Regions from separate parts of the Mus musculus genome. Here region 2 is linked to region 1. The links are chromatin contacts, called in public Hi-C maps. All regions are on one chromosome and are shown on one strand. Each heading gives the region's core, a stretch centred on a gene start, on an enhancer-like site or on the middle of the called end of the contact. The rest is flanking DNA. Distances are from core to core; before and after follow the strand shown. Region 1 holds the start of Ift46 (intraflagellar transport 46). Region 2 holds the start of Cd3e (CD3 antigen, epsilon polypeptide).

Region 1 (5,981 bases), core at 1,850-4,349:
TTTGAGACAGGGTTTCTCTGTGTAGCCCTGGCTGTCCTGGAACTCACTTTGTAGACCAGGCTGGCCTCAAACTCAGAAATCCGCCTGCCTCTGCCTCCCTAGTGCTGGTCAAGAAATCTTTTGTTTCCTTGTTTGTCTGTCTGTTTCTGAGGCAGAGTCTCACTATGTAGCCCTGGCTGTCTTGGAACTCACTATGCAGATCAGGTTGACCTCAAACTCATAGAGATCCAGTTGTCTCTGCCTCCCAAGTGCTGGGATTAAAGTCATGTACCACCATGCCTGGCAGTAGTTACTGTTTAATGATGAGGAAGTTCTAGTAGTGTTTTAAATGAGAACAAACCCGGAAGCTCATATGTTTGAACGTTTGGTCAGCAGTTGGTAGAGCTGTTTGGGAAAGGTTAGGGGAGTGTGGTCTTGTTGGAGAAGCTGTATCACTGGAGACGGGCTTTGAGGTTTCAAAACCCCATGCCGTTCCCATTCAGCTCTCTACGCTTCATGGTTGTTGTCTAAAGATATAAACTCTCAGCTGTTCCTGCTGCCATGATTTTTCTCAGCTACCGTGGATTCTAATCCCCTGAAACTGTAAGCCCCAGATAAACTTTCTCCTATAACTTGCCTTGGCCAAGGTGTCTTATCACAGCAATAGAGAAATAACTAAGCCAGTGGTGACGGTTATCACAAAATGTAAATGTCCTCAAAGCCATTTAACCTTACACTTGAAGTGCTAAAATAGCATTCTACACCATGTGTATTTTACCACAGTAAACAACAGTCATCCCCAACTGAGGACTCAAATCTAACGCAGGAGCAAGCCTTAATGATTCTGTAAGGGCAATCTATGCTGTATCTGTGCCATGTCTCTATCCGTGCCACAGTCCAAGCCATTACCATGGCAACCCAGCCACTGCCACAGTACTTTCACTCACCACCCCAATCTCACCTGAGAACCCTCCAATAAATTCTCCATGTGACAGCAACAGCCTCTGGACTTCTGCTTGATAAGCCTCTCGCCTCCCTTCTGATCAGACCATAACACACTGCCCTCTCACCAGGCACTGGTCTTTCCTCTTGAGTCTTCCCTGGCCACAAATCGATCCCCACCCACCACCATTATGCTTCATAGCAGTAAACCATTTGCCTCCATCCTGCACACATGACATTCTTCATGAAGACTGTCTAGTCACCGGCCATCTTTCTTCTAAGATTCCAAGTGTCAGGTTGGCAGGGATGTGTCTTTTGTTTGCTGTTGTGCTAACATGGCACATAGCAAGCATTCAAACATGTTAGGTGAGCTGAGAATACTGGTGCACACCTTCACTCTCAGCAATGGGGAGGCAGAGGCAGGCACATCTCTGAGTTGGAGACCAGCCTTGTCTAGAATGAATTACAGGGCAGCCAGGACTATACAGAGAAACCCTGTCTCAAAAAAAGAAAAACAAAACAAAACCAAAAAAGGTTAGGTGAGGGCTGGGCGTGGTGGCGCACGCCATTAACCCCAGCACTTGGGAGGCAGAGGCAGGCGGATTTCTGAGTTCGAGACCAGCCTGGTCTACAAAGTGAGTTCCAGGACAGCCAGGGCTATGCAGAGGAACCCTGTCTCAAAAAAACAAAAAAAACAAAAAAAAAAAAAGAAAGAAAGAAAGAAAAAAAGGTTAGGTGAATAAATGAATGGCATCAAGTCTTCTGATAAAACTCTGTTTCGATTAAAGCTGGGATGGCAAGTTAAGGGCAAGTGATGAAGCATCTTAATGAATTGTTAGAAACAAAAGCACAGTGAGCCAGGCTGGAGAGATGGCTCAACGATTGAGAGCACTGGCTGATCTTCCAGAGGACCCAGGGTTCAGTTCCCAGCACCCACACTAGAGCAGCTCATTACCATGTGTAACTCCAGTTCAAGGAGATCTGACAACATCCTCTTCTGGTCTCTGAGGGCACCAGGCAGGCAGGTGGTTCACAGAAAAACATGCAAGCAAATAACATACATACACATAAACATTTCTAAAATAGTAATTTAAAAATTAAATTAAATTAAATTTAAATTAAATTAAATTAAAAAATTAAAAAAACCCAAAACACAGCGAACCTGTGCCAGAATCTACTAGCAGTAACAGCGAGTTAAAAATGACAGGGGATAAGTTTGCACTCAAAGATCCCAAAATCTGATGGACTGGTTTCTCCCTCAACTAGTGAGAAAGCAAAATCAGCGCCAAGTTAAAGCAGGAGGTCAACACTTGCTAAGAGCTTGCTGAATACAACCTGAATCCTATCTGCGCCACTTGTTTGAAAATCACCTCCCTTTTTTTTGTCTCTCATCTTCTCTTACCTTGCTGTCCTGGGGTTGGAGTGCTAATACTGGCAACCTCTTCCGAGTCGTTAATCTCTAGACGCTCATCGTATGTCTGGTTCTCAACAATTTTGGTCTAAGCAAAAGGAAATACGATTACATAGCTCCTATCATGGGATATACATCCAGCCTCGGTGCAGAGATGCATTCACCCCGATCCAAGCTTTCCCCCAAAGGAAAGTTTCCTGACCCAAGAGCATTATTTAGCTAGCATTGGCTGGGTGCCAAGAGAAGTGCAGTGGAAAACGGTATCCAACCCTTCCCAGCAGCAACCCAAAAGCTCTACATAAGATGCAGGCAGGGAAGCACAGCATGCACAGCCAGACTGCGGCCGGCCGTCCGTCTCAGGTTTGGTCAGTTTTCGCACAGCTGTTGAGGCTTCTGCCAGAGGTGGAGGGTATGGGGATGGGACAGGATGGTCCTGAGAGAAGGCAAATTCCAGCCTCGGCCCCATCCACTAATCCTCAGAGCATCACCTCTACTTCCGCCCGTTTTGAAGATAGGATCCCACCGGGTTCTCGGAGAGTCAAGGATCCAGGGCAGTTGGTGGGGCGCAGAGAGCAAAGAACGCTGGCGGGAGCACCAATTACCTGTAGCCCCTCTGGATCCGTTTCTTCTATTTGGAAAGAACCCCAGCCGAGGACTGGGGTCTCACTCTCAGGCCCAGCCACTTCAAGGATCCCTAAGTGCAACAAGCCGCCTGTTGTCAGTCGTTAGGGAAAAAGATAAATAAATCAAAACAAAGCGAGAGTCTGAAGGAACGATCGCGAGACGTGCCCCGCCACTGCGCCGCCACCCCGCCCCTCTGCTGCGGCCGGTGGTGGCGGAAGCAGAGACGCGGCGCTGGGATAGAGCGGCCCCGGGCACTAGGCGGTCTAGCAGCCCGCTTATCTATGGTTTCCGCAACTGAGTCGGTTGTGACATCTAGTGGCCAAAGGTGGAAGGCCAGGCTAGTGGATTTCTTTTCTCCAACTAGAAACTGTCATCTCAAAGACAAGGCTCATTTGGCCTACAGTCTCTCCTAGATAGGCCTAATCCACAGTTTAGACACTCTTCAAGGAAAAGTCCAAGCATGTTTAAAAGCCCTTTTATAGCATCTCTGTGGCGCGATAGCCCTTTTCCTCGCGATACCCTATGTCACAGGAGCATACTTTCTCTTCCTTCATCTGAGATTAGGATTTATCTGTGTCCTGTGTTTTTACTTGCTAAAGAAAACTATGAGTCAGGCAAGCTGGTGCATAACTGCTATCCTAGCGCTTTGGAGGTGGAGGTAGAAGGATTAGAAGTTCAAGATCAGACTCAGTAAGTAACTTGGTAAATTTGAGGCCAGCCTGGGCTATTGAGGTCCAGTTTCAAAATTGATAAAAAATAATAATAATAAAATAAAATAAAAAATAACACAGCTGGGCGTGGTGGTGAAAGAGTAGTAAACTCAGTGCTCCAAGGTATGCTAATCATAAAACAGATAGTGACATTCCTCCACCCACCCACTTCCTGAGTTCAAGGAGTATTCATTCAAAGAAAGTCACCCTGACCATTACCGGAAGCTGCAATGCAAATGTGCTATTGTTAGGGGCTCTTAGAAACTGTCTTGAGAGTTAACAATTACCAGGTATTCCTTGTGACACCTGTGACTTTGTACTTCCTTGTGACTCTTACCTGGTATTTTTGGTATTTTCCAACAACGCCCTTCCCACCTCCTTGAGTTGTGGTTTTTCTCCTTTAAATACCCCCTTACTCAGCTACTCGGGGCGCCACAGTCCTCTACCCCTGCGTGGTGTATGACCGTGGGCCCGAGAGCACTCTTGAATAAAAATCCTCTTGCAATTTGCAACAAGACCGTTTTCTCGTTGGTGATTTTGGGGTGTCGCCTCTCCTGAGTCAGAACGTGGGGGAGTCCTCATGTTGTGGGTCTTTCAGTGGCACATGCCTTTAATCCCAGCACTGAGGAGGGAAAGGCAGACGGATCTCTGAATTCTAGGCCAGTCTCATCTACAAAGCGAGTTCCAGGAAAGTCATGGTTATACACAAAGAAACCCTATCTGGAGGCCACACCACCCCCCAAAATAATAAAAGAAAAAAAGAAAAAAAAAAGAAAAGCACACTGTCTATTCTTGCAGAGGTCCTGAGTTCAATTCCCAGCACCCACATCGTCGCTCACAACCCTCTATGAGAGGGATTTGATGCCCTCTTCTGGCCTGCAGATGTACATGCAGCAGGGCACTAACCTATAGTGTTCAGACCTACAATCCCAACTCAGAAAAAGAAAAATGAGAGACTCATACGTGCTTCTTTAAAAAAGAAAATCGATACCTAAAAATTGTACAGAGTTATGGGGCATTTTGTGTTGTTTCTATACATGTGTACATTACAAAATATTCAAGTCCTAGCATTTCTAGATTCTCAACCTTTTAAAACAAACAACTTGGGGCTGGTGAGATGGCTCAGTGGGTAAGAGTACCTGACTGCTCTTCCAAAGGTCCAGTGTTCAAGTCCCAGCAACCACATGGTGGCTCACAACCATCCGTAACAAGATCTGACGCCCTCTTCTGGTGTGTCTGAAGACAGCTACAGTGTACTTACATATAATAAATAAATAAATCTTTAAAAAAAAAAAACCAAACAACTTGATGTATGATCTTATAGATGGTTGTGAGCCAGCATGTGGATGCTGGGAATTGAACTCAGGACTTCTGGAAGAATAGACAGTATTTTTAACGGCTGAGCCATCTCTCCAGCCCTTCAACTTTTCCTTTTCTTACTTGACACAAGGGCTCATGATGCTTGTGGCCTGCATCTCACTATATGGACTTGGCCTCAAACTCATAGTATCCTGCTTTTGCCTCTCAAGTGCTGCTGTTTCACATGTGTGCTGCCAACAGTTCTCATTATTTTGTGGGGAAAAAAATCAGGGTTCTTCCTTCTAGGTTTTTTTTTTTTTTATAAAATATATACTAAACTATATTTTGTCCTTAATAGTCAACTTTTCTATGCAACAGAACACCAGAACATATTTCTTCCTTTTTTAAATTTTATTTTTATTTTATGTATATTTGTGTCCTGCTTGCATGTATGTCTATATGAGGCTGTCAGAGTCCCTGGAACAGGAGTTAAAGACAGCTGTGAGCTGACATGTGGATGTTGGAAATTGAACCTAGGTTCTCTAGAAGAGCAGTTAATACTCTTAATCACTGAACTATCTCTCCAGCCCTTTCTTTCTTTTTTCTTTTCTTTTTTTTTTGTTTTGTTTTGTTTTGTTTTTTTGAGACAGGGTTTCTCTGTGTAGCCCTGGCTGTCCTGGAACTCACTCTGTAGACCAGGCTGGCCTCGAACTCAGAAATCCGCCTGCCTCTGCCTCCCAAGTGCTGGGATTAAAGTCGTGCACCACCACTGCCCGGCTAATTTTTATTTTATTTTCTGTTAGTGTTTTTCTAATTCCTAAAAAATATTGGGGCTGGAGAGATGACTCAGCAGATAAGAATACAACCATCTGTAAATGGGATCTGATGCTCTCTCTGGCATGTCTGAAGACAATGATAGTGTACTTACATACCTAAAATAAATAAATAGTTTTATAAAAAGATTTTATTTACTTTTATATGTATGGGTATTTTACCTGCAAGTATGTTTATGCATC
Region 2 (5,981 bases), core at 948-3,447, 240 kb before region 1:
AGTGATACATCATTGCTTCTCAGACGTTTGGCTAACATCAAGTGTGGAAGTAAGACCGTGCATGTATTAAAACCAATGAAGAGCATAGGAGAGGTGTATAATAACACCACGCCCCACTCATCCCACCACTATGCCTTTTCTCAGGGGCACAACCACCTCAACGGACCCCTTCCTCTGGGCTTATCTTCACATCCCACAAAGTGCACAGACATCCTTTGAGTTCCCTGGGAAACAAACCTTGAGGTGGAGATTTGTGTGCAGGTGGCTCGTGGGAATGCAGGACACCTGCAAAGGAGAGAGGGAAGCCACAAGGCAGACAGAGAAAGTCAACTTCAGGGAGCGACTTCAGGGAGCGGCAGCTCAGAGGCCTCTGCTTGGGCCTCTGTGCTCATGAGCTCACTGCAGCTCTGGTTACCATGCAGCATTTCAGCAGGCAGCAGGTAACTGCACTCAGAGGGTGGGGGGCGGGTGAGGGGGGTTGGGGAGGGGAGAGATGTACGGGGGATGTCTGAGGGCAGTGAAAGGGAGAAATCAAGGTGGATATGATCAAGATACATTACATACATGTATGGAATTGTCGGAGAATAAATAAATCTTTTTTGAAAAAAGGGGAGAGAGCGCCAGAGAGTGAGACAGCAAGGCAGAAAGCAAACCCCAACTCAAAAACAAGGCGGAAAGGGGACTCAGACTCCAAACTAAGGTAGAAAGGGGGATCGAGAAAGAGCGCTTAGTATCCATCTCTGGCCTCCACAAGCACCTCACACGTCTGCACACTCAAACTCCATACATACATGAAAAGATTTTGTAATTTCCATTAATTAATTTATTTACTCATTTTACATCCCAATCTCAGCCCCCCTCCTCCAAGCCCCCCCTCCAAGTCCCCGCCCCTCAGATAGCCGCTCCCCCCACCCCTCCTTCCCCTTCCCATCTGAGAAGAGGGAGGTCCCTCTGGGCACTGAGTCTGATACTATCCCTTATCTGGAGATGTGGGTGGGCAAAAAGAATGTAAGAGTAGAAACTAGGGAGAAGGGCTGTGAAGCACTGCCTTCTAGTAGCTGTGGCAGCCAGCAGTGGATCCACATGCAACTGGGCTTATCAACAGTCAATCATGCATTGGGGCGGGACTTCTGGGGCTCTAAGCCTTTCTACTGAACTATAGGTTATAGATGGATTCAGAAAGAAAGGCAGCCGTTTTCTTCAGTCCTGTACCCACTGAGGAGCTCTTCAGGCTCCTTCAGTAGTTAGTTCCAAATCCACTGTCACACAGCTAACTCTCGTTAAACCCAGTAGATATATCAAGAAGCGGAGCCAGAGAGATACCTCAACAGATAAAGTTGTTTGTGGTTAAAAACCTAAAGACCTGAATTGAAACCTGGGACTCACATGTTAGAGAGAATCCCTCAAGCTACCCTCGACTTCCACACATGCTGTGGCAAGTCTATGCCCACACATATACACATATAATAAATAGGTAAATAAATAACGTAAAACTTTTTTTTCGTAAAACTTTTTAATAAAAGACTTGTCGAGAAAGGGAGATTAATCATCAGAAAGTGTGTTACAATTGTATGAAATTATCAAAGAGCTAAGTCAATAAGCGTTTTTTACAAAGAAAAAGATTGTTGCTTATAACTCAGGAAGTACTTATGCTAGATTTTAAATAATAATGCTAAAAGCTACCCTAGTGGGTGCATGAGTAAAGCCCCTAGCATAGTGTCAGTACAAAGACAGGAGCTATGTGACTCTCTCATTGTCCAGCAACTGCCCAGCATGTGCAATCAAAGGCCAGGACGGCTACATGCTAAAAATCCTGTCTCAAAGAAAGAAAGAAAAGAAAAGCAAGCCCCTCGAAGATTATTAATGAGACGGCTCCACTCCATCCTGCTGCTCAGACCCAAGGGCACCATAACAGAAGGCAGATACTGAGTGCTTCAACGTCTTCCTGCCTCCGCTGGAGGGGTTATGCATAAGGAAGGCTCCCTCAGTGTGGAGGTGCTTTGCACAGGGCACAAGTAGGTGTTTTTCACAGCACTCTCGGGGGCTTGCTAGAGCCCCCCTTGTTCATCCTTATGGGAAGGCTGTGAGGCGCGGATTTCCTCAGTTAACCAAGGCGGAGGCTTCTGCCTCAAACATTTCCAAGTGACGTGGAGCAGGCGGGCCCTGAGTCCCCTCTACACTTCCTGTGTGGGGTTCAGACACCTGCCTCCCCTGTCTGCGTCTGGTGCCTTCTTCAGAAATGGTAAGTCTCTCCTTGTGAAGTGCCCCCCACTCTCCTTCATCCTACTATGGCAACCAATGATCCAGGGTCTTTGCATGCAGCCACTGTGTTGAAAACCTCATCTGTTTCTTTTTCAGAAGTAATGAGCTGGCTGCGTCCGCCATCTTGGTAGAGAGAGCATTCTGAGAGGATGCGGTGGAACACTTTCTGGGGCATCCTGTGCCTCAGCCTCCTAGCTGGTGAGTAGGGGAATGAAAGGGCGGTGCTTTCCCAGGCCATTGCAAGGTTCACAGTCTTGCCCAGTGCAGCTGGTGCCTCAGTGGCTAGAAGATTCAAGGAACTGTTGGCGATACCGTTAGGAAGTGGGGACAAGGGCTGGGGACTCAGGTGCGGGGAGACAGTTCAGGAGACATGCAAAGGAAATCAGTTGGGTTGATCTCATCAACTGAGAGAAGAGTTCTGTCTGTCGTGGAAAATAAGCCCATCTGACTGTAAACTTAGCAATGCTAAGAACTAACACAAGGAATGAGCAGAGATAGTGCCTCTCTTGGTTTGGGGGAGACGGGAGGGTTAGACTCAGGTTCATCCCAGCTTAGTATCTTTGAGACACTTTGTAATTTCCAGTCTTTTGGAAGTGGCCAAGAGATTCCTACTAGTTCATCCTTTTGGGGAAGTAAGGTAGGATAGAATTGGTAAATAATTGAGAGCACATAAACAACATGCATGCTCGTGCTCGTGCGCGCGCGCGCAAGCACACACACACACACACACACACACACACACACACACACACACACACGGCCCTTTGCTAAGTGCATGTGCCGCATGAAGAAACAAGGGTTAATCAGTTTGATTCTTGCTTCTTCCATGGAAGAAAAGTGGTACGGCTCCTGTCTTATGGATGAAGTTGTCATGCACGATTGACTAATCATTCATTGTTAAACAGCAATTCCGGCAGTTGATCTGGGAAGCCAGAGATGTCTGTCGACAGGGTCTGTGCTCAGGAGGGCTGCATGCACTTTGTGAGGCAAATGGCTCATGAGAGTTTTATGTCAAAGACCTAGAAAATTGCCACAGCCTGGCTCCCCTCTCAGAACCACAGCTGTGTGCCTCTACTTCCTGCTTCACTTTGGGTTTCTCAAACTTGACTGTGCACACACCTTCACAGGGGGTCCTGAGAGAGTTGGCTAGCTGCTTGTGAGACAGAGGTTCATGAGACAGTCTAAGTTGACTGGTCTTAAACACTGTGCCCTTCTGCCTTAGCCCTGTGAATGCTGGGATTCTAAGCTTGGGCTAGCAACTCCTTCAACATCCTGTATTTCTAACAAGCTTTGGGTTTATTTATATGGGACTGGTCCAAGGAACACACTTTGAGTCTCACGGGGCAGACTATGACTCCTGCAAGAAGCAGTCATTAATTGTACTACCCCTTAAATTAAATAAATAAATAAATAAACAAAAAAACAAACAAATAATGAAAGCATCACTTAAAAGAGAAAAGAGGAGAGTCTATGGTATAGTTGAGTGGCTGAAGTGCCTCCCATCAAGGTTGACAACAACCTGCATTCCCTCCCCAGGCCCTACACGTGAAAGGAGAGAAGCCGTTCCTACAGGTTGCCCTCTGACCTCCCAATCCCGAAGCACACATGCACACACAGGCACACACTAAATAAATGTAAACAAACATAATAAAGGGAAAGATAAAGACGGAGGAGGGAGGTAAGGAGAATGTTGAAGACTCAAGCACTGTAGATATGTGCTTTGTCTGCTCTGGGGATGCAGAACGTCTCACCCTGCACTGAGACTGTTCATAAGCAAAACGCTCGCTCGGGCGGTGCAGGGGAACTGGCCACTGTGACAGACCCAAGTCAGTGTTGATGAGGGGACCCAGGATAGTCCGATGCACAGGCTCTAGTTGCTAGTCGTCAGGCTTTCAAATATCCCCACCTCTGTCTCAAGCAGAAAACAAGTGGAAATTTTGAGCTCAGCAAAGACAGAATGAGAAAGAATCCTAACACCTGCACCCACCAAGGGCTTGTTTTCCGTCTGAAGTCAGAGAGCAGTTTTCAAAATGGAGGGGCAGCTGCAAAGCTCCGTGGCTTTTTCTTGAGATGACCCCCGACTTTCTTGACTTCTATTTGTTAAACACTGTGCATTCACATCGAATGCTAGAAGTTTCCTCGTCCCGCTTCCTCCTGAATTGCCTGGGATCCTCTGCTTGATGCCCTGTAGGAAACGTCCTTTCCTGTGGTATAGAAATGACTGTTATGTGACCGTGGGTGAGAAGGACTTGAGATACCAGTTCTGATCAGACAGGAGCACAGTTCTTTTTGTTTGGAATTTCAGGCATTCACAGCACATACTAACTCATGTCTCTTCTGTTTGTTTTCCAGTTGGCACTTGCCAGGACGGTAAGATATGATTTCTTTCTTTGCTATGAAAGTTATGCCAGGACTGGACTTAGCCGTCATGCTAAATAACAGTGATCTGGTCTATAACTGATGGACAGCAGTGATCCCATGCAATTACAGTAGAGCTGGAAAGCTCCCATCACCTGGTATTTCACTGTATCTGCTTTGTGTGCCCATACACAGACACTTCCCATTTGTGTTGTGAGCGTCTGAGCATCTAATTACATGCTGCAGAGCTTCATGGGCTGGACATAAATAACACTTTACACTGTATAGTCTAGGTGAACAGTGGATACAACAGTGGACACTCTGTAGTCTAGGTGAATAGTGGGCACAACACGCTACACCATATGGTTGAGTGAACAGTGGCCTCTGCCATGTAGGTTTGTGTACATGTGTGCCGTGATGTTTGTTCAATGACCAAATCACTTAAGAACGCCTTTCTCAGAACTGACCGTATTGGAGAACAGTCTGGTCAAGGCTTCCCTTAGACATTCCACGGACAGCAGTGAAAGATTTTTTTCCTCCTTTCCATTATAGATGTACCCCAGGTTAGAGAACCAAGAGAACCAGAAAATAATGTGTCTGAACAATGTAAAGTTGTTTAAAAGTTTAAAGTGGAGCTGGGAAGGTGACTCAGTTGGTGAAATGTTTGCCTGGCAAGAATCAGGCACAATCCAAGCACTGGGAAGGCAGAGACAGGAGGATCCCTGGGGCTTCCAAGCAGCCAGTATAGCCTAGTCTTCAAGGTCCAGGTTCAGTGAGACACCTTGTCTCAAAAGCAGTAAGATGGAGAGCTATTGCAGAAGACACCTAATGTCTACCTCTACACGCGCACACACACTCACACACACTCTCTCTCTATCTACCTCTCTCTCTCTCTCTCTCACACACACACACACACACACACATACACATGCACACGCACACGCACACGCATGCATGCACTCACAGGAATGCTAACATACACATATAAACAAAAAGTTAAAAGCATCAGACACGGTAGTTCATGCCTTTAATCCCAGTACTTAGGAGGCAGAGGCAGGCAGATCTCTGTGAGTTCAAGGCCAGTCTGGTCTACAAAGTGAGTCCAGGACAGCCACAGAAAAATCCAGTCTCAAAAAAAAAAAAGGTAGTATCAGTGGTTTTCATTCTTCTGCTTTTCCTGTTTGATATGAGGTTGGTAGAGGATGTGAGATTGGCCAGAATGCGTGCATAGGGTGACCCTGGTTAAGCTTTGGGATGGCATCTGGGTGCACACTCATAATCACGTGCTCGCGTGGTCTGAATGTGGGTGTCTACCTGCACACTAGCCCAAACTTTACTTTCTCAGGTAGGGAAATAGAGTC

What was found. Hi-C and Micro-C count contacts between places; a contact is called where the count stands out from the background.
Region 2: a contact with region 1 is called in a Hi-C map of Th1 cells, with 2.8 times the contacts expected there. The contact joins the promoter of Cd3e here to the promoter of Ift46 in region 1. A contact is called at or near these places in 2 of 39 promoter capture datasets (the SN4741 cell line and embryonic stem cells), 2 of 484 Hi-C or Micro-C datasets (CD4 T cells and Th1 cells), 3 of 115 datasets of contacts at active chromatin or transcription factors (bone marrow-derived macrophages, embryonic stem cells and large pre-B cells) and 1 of 9 other capture datasets (adipose tissue).

The regions. Positions count from the first base shown.
Region 1 is chr9:44,770,127-44,776,107 of GRCm38.p6, reverse strand. Ift46 (intraflagellar transport 46) reads right to left here and starts at 3,099. Exons shown (of 12, transcript NM_023831.3): 1 at 2,935-3,099; 2 at 2,324-2,420.
Region 2 is chr9:45,005,827-45,011,807 of GRCm38.p6, reverse strand. It overlaps Cd3e (CD3 antigen, epsilon polypeptide), which reads left to right and starts at 2,197. Exons shown (of 8, transcript NM_007648.5): 1 at 2,197-2,242; 2 at 2,359-2,460; 3 at 4,615-4,632. The coding sequence starts at 2,412.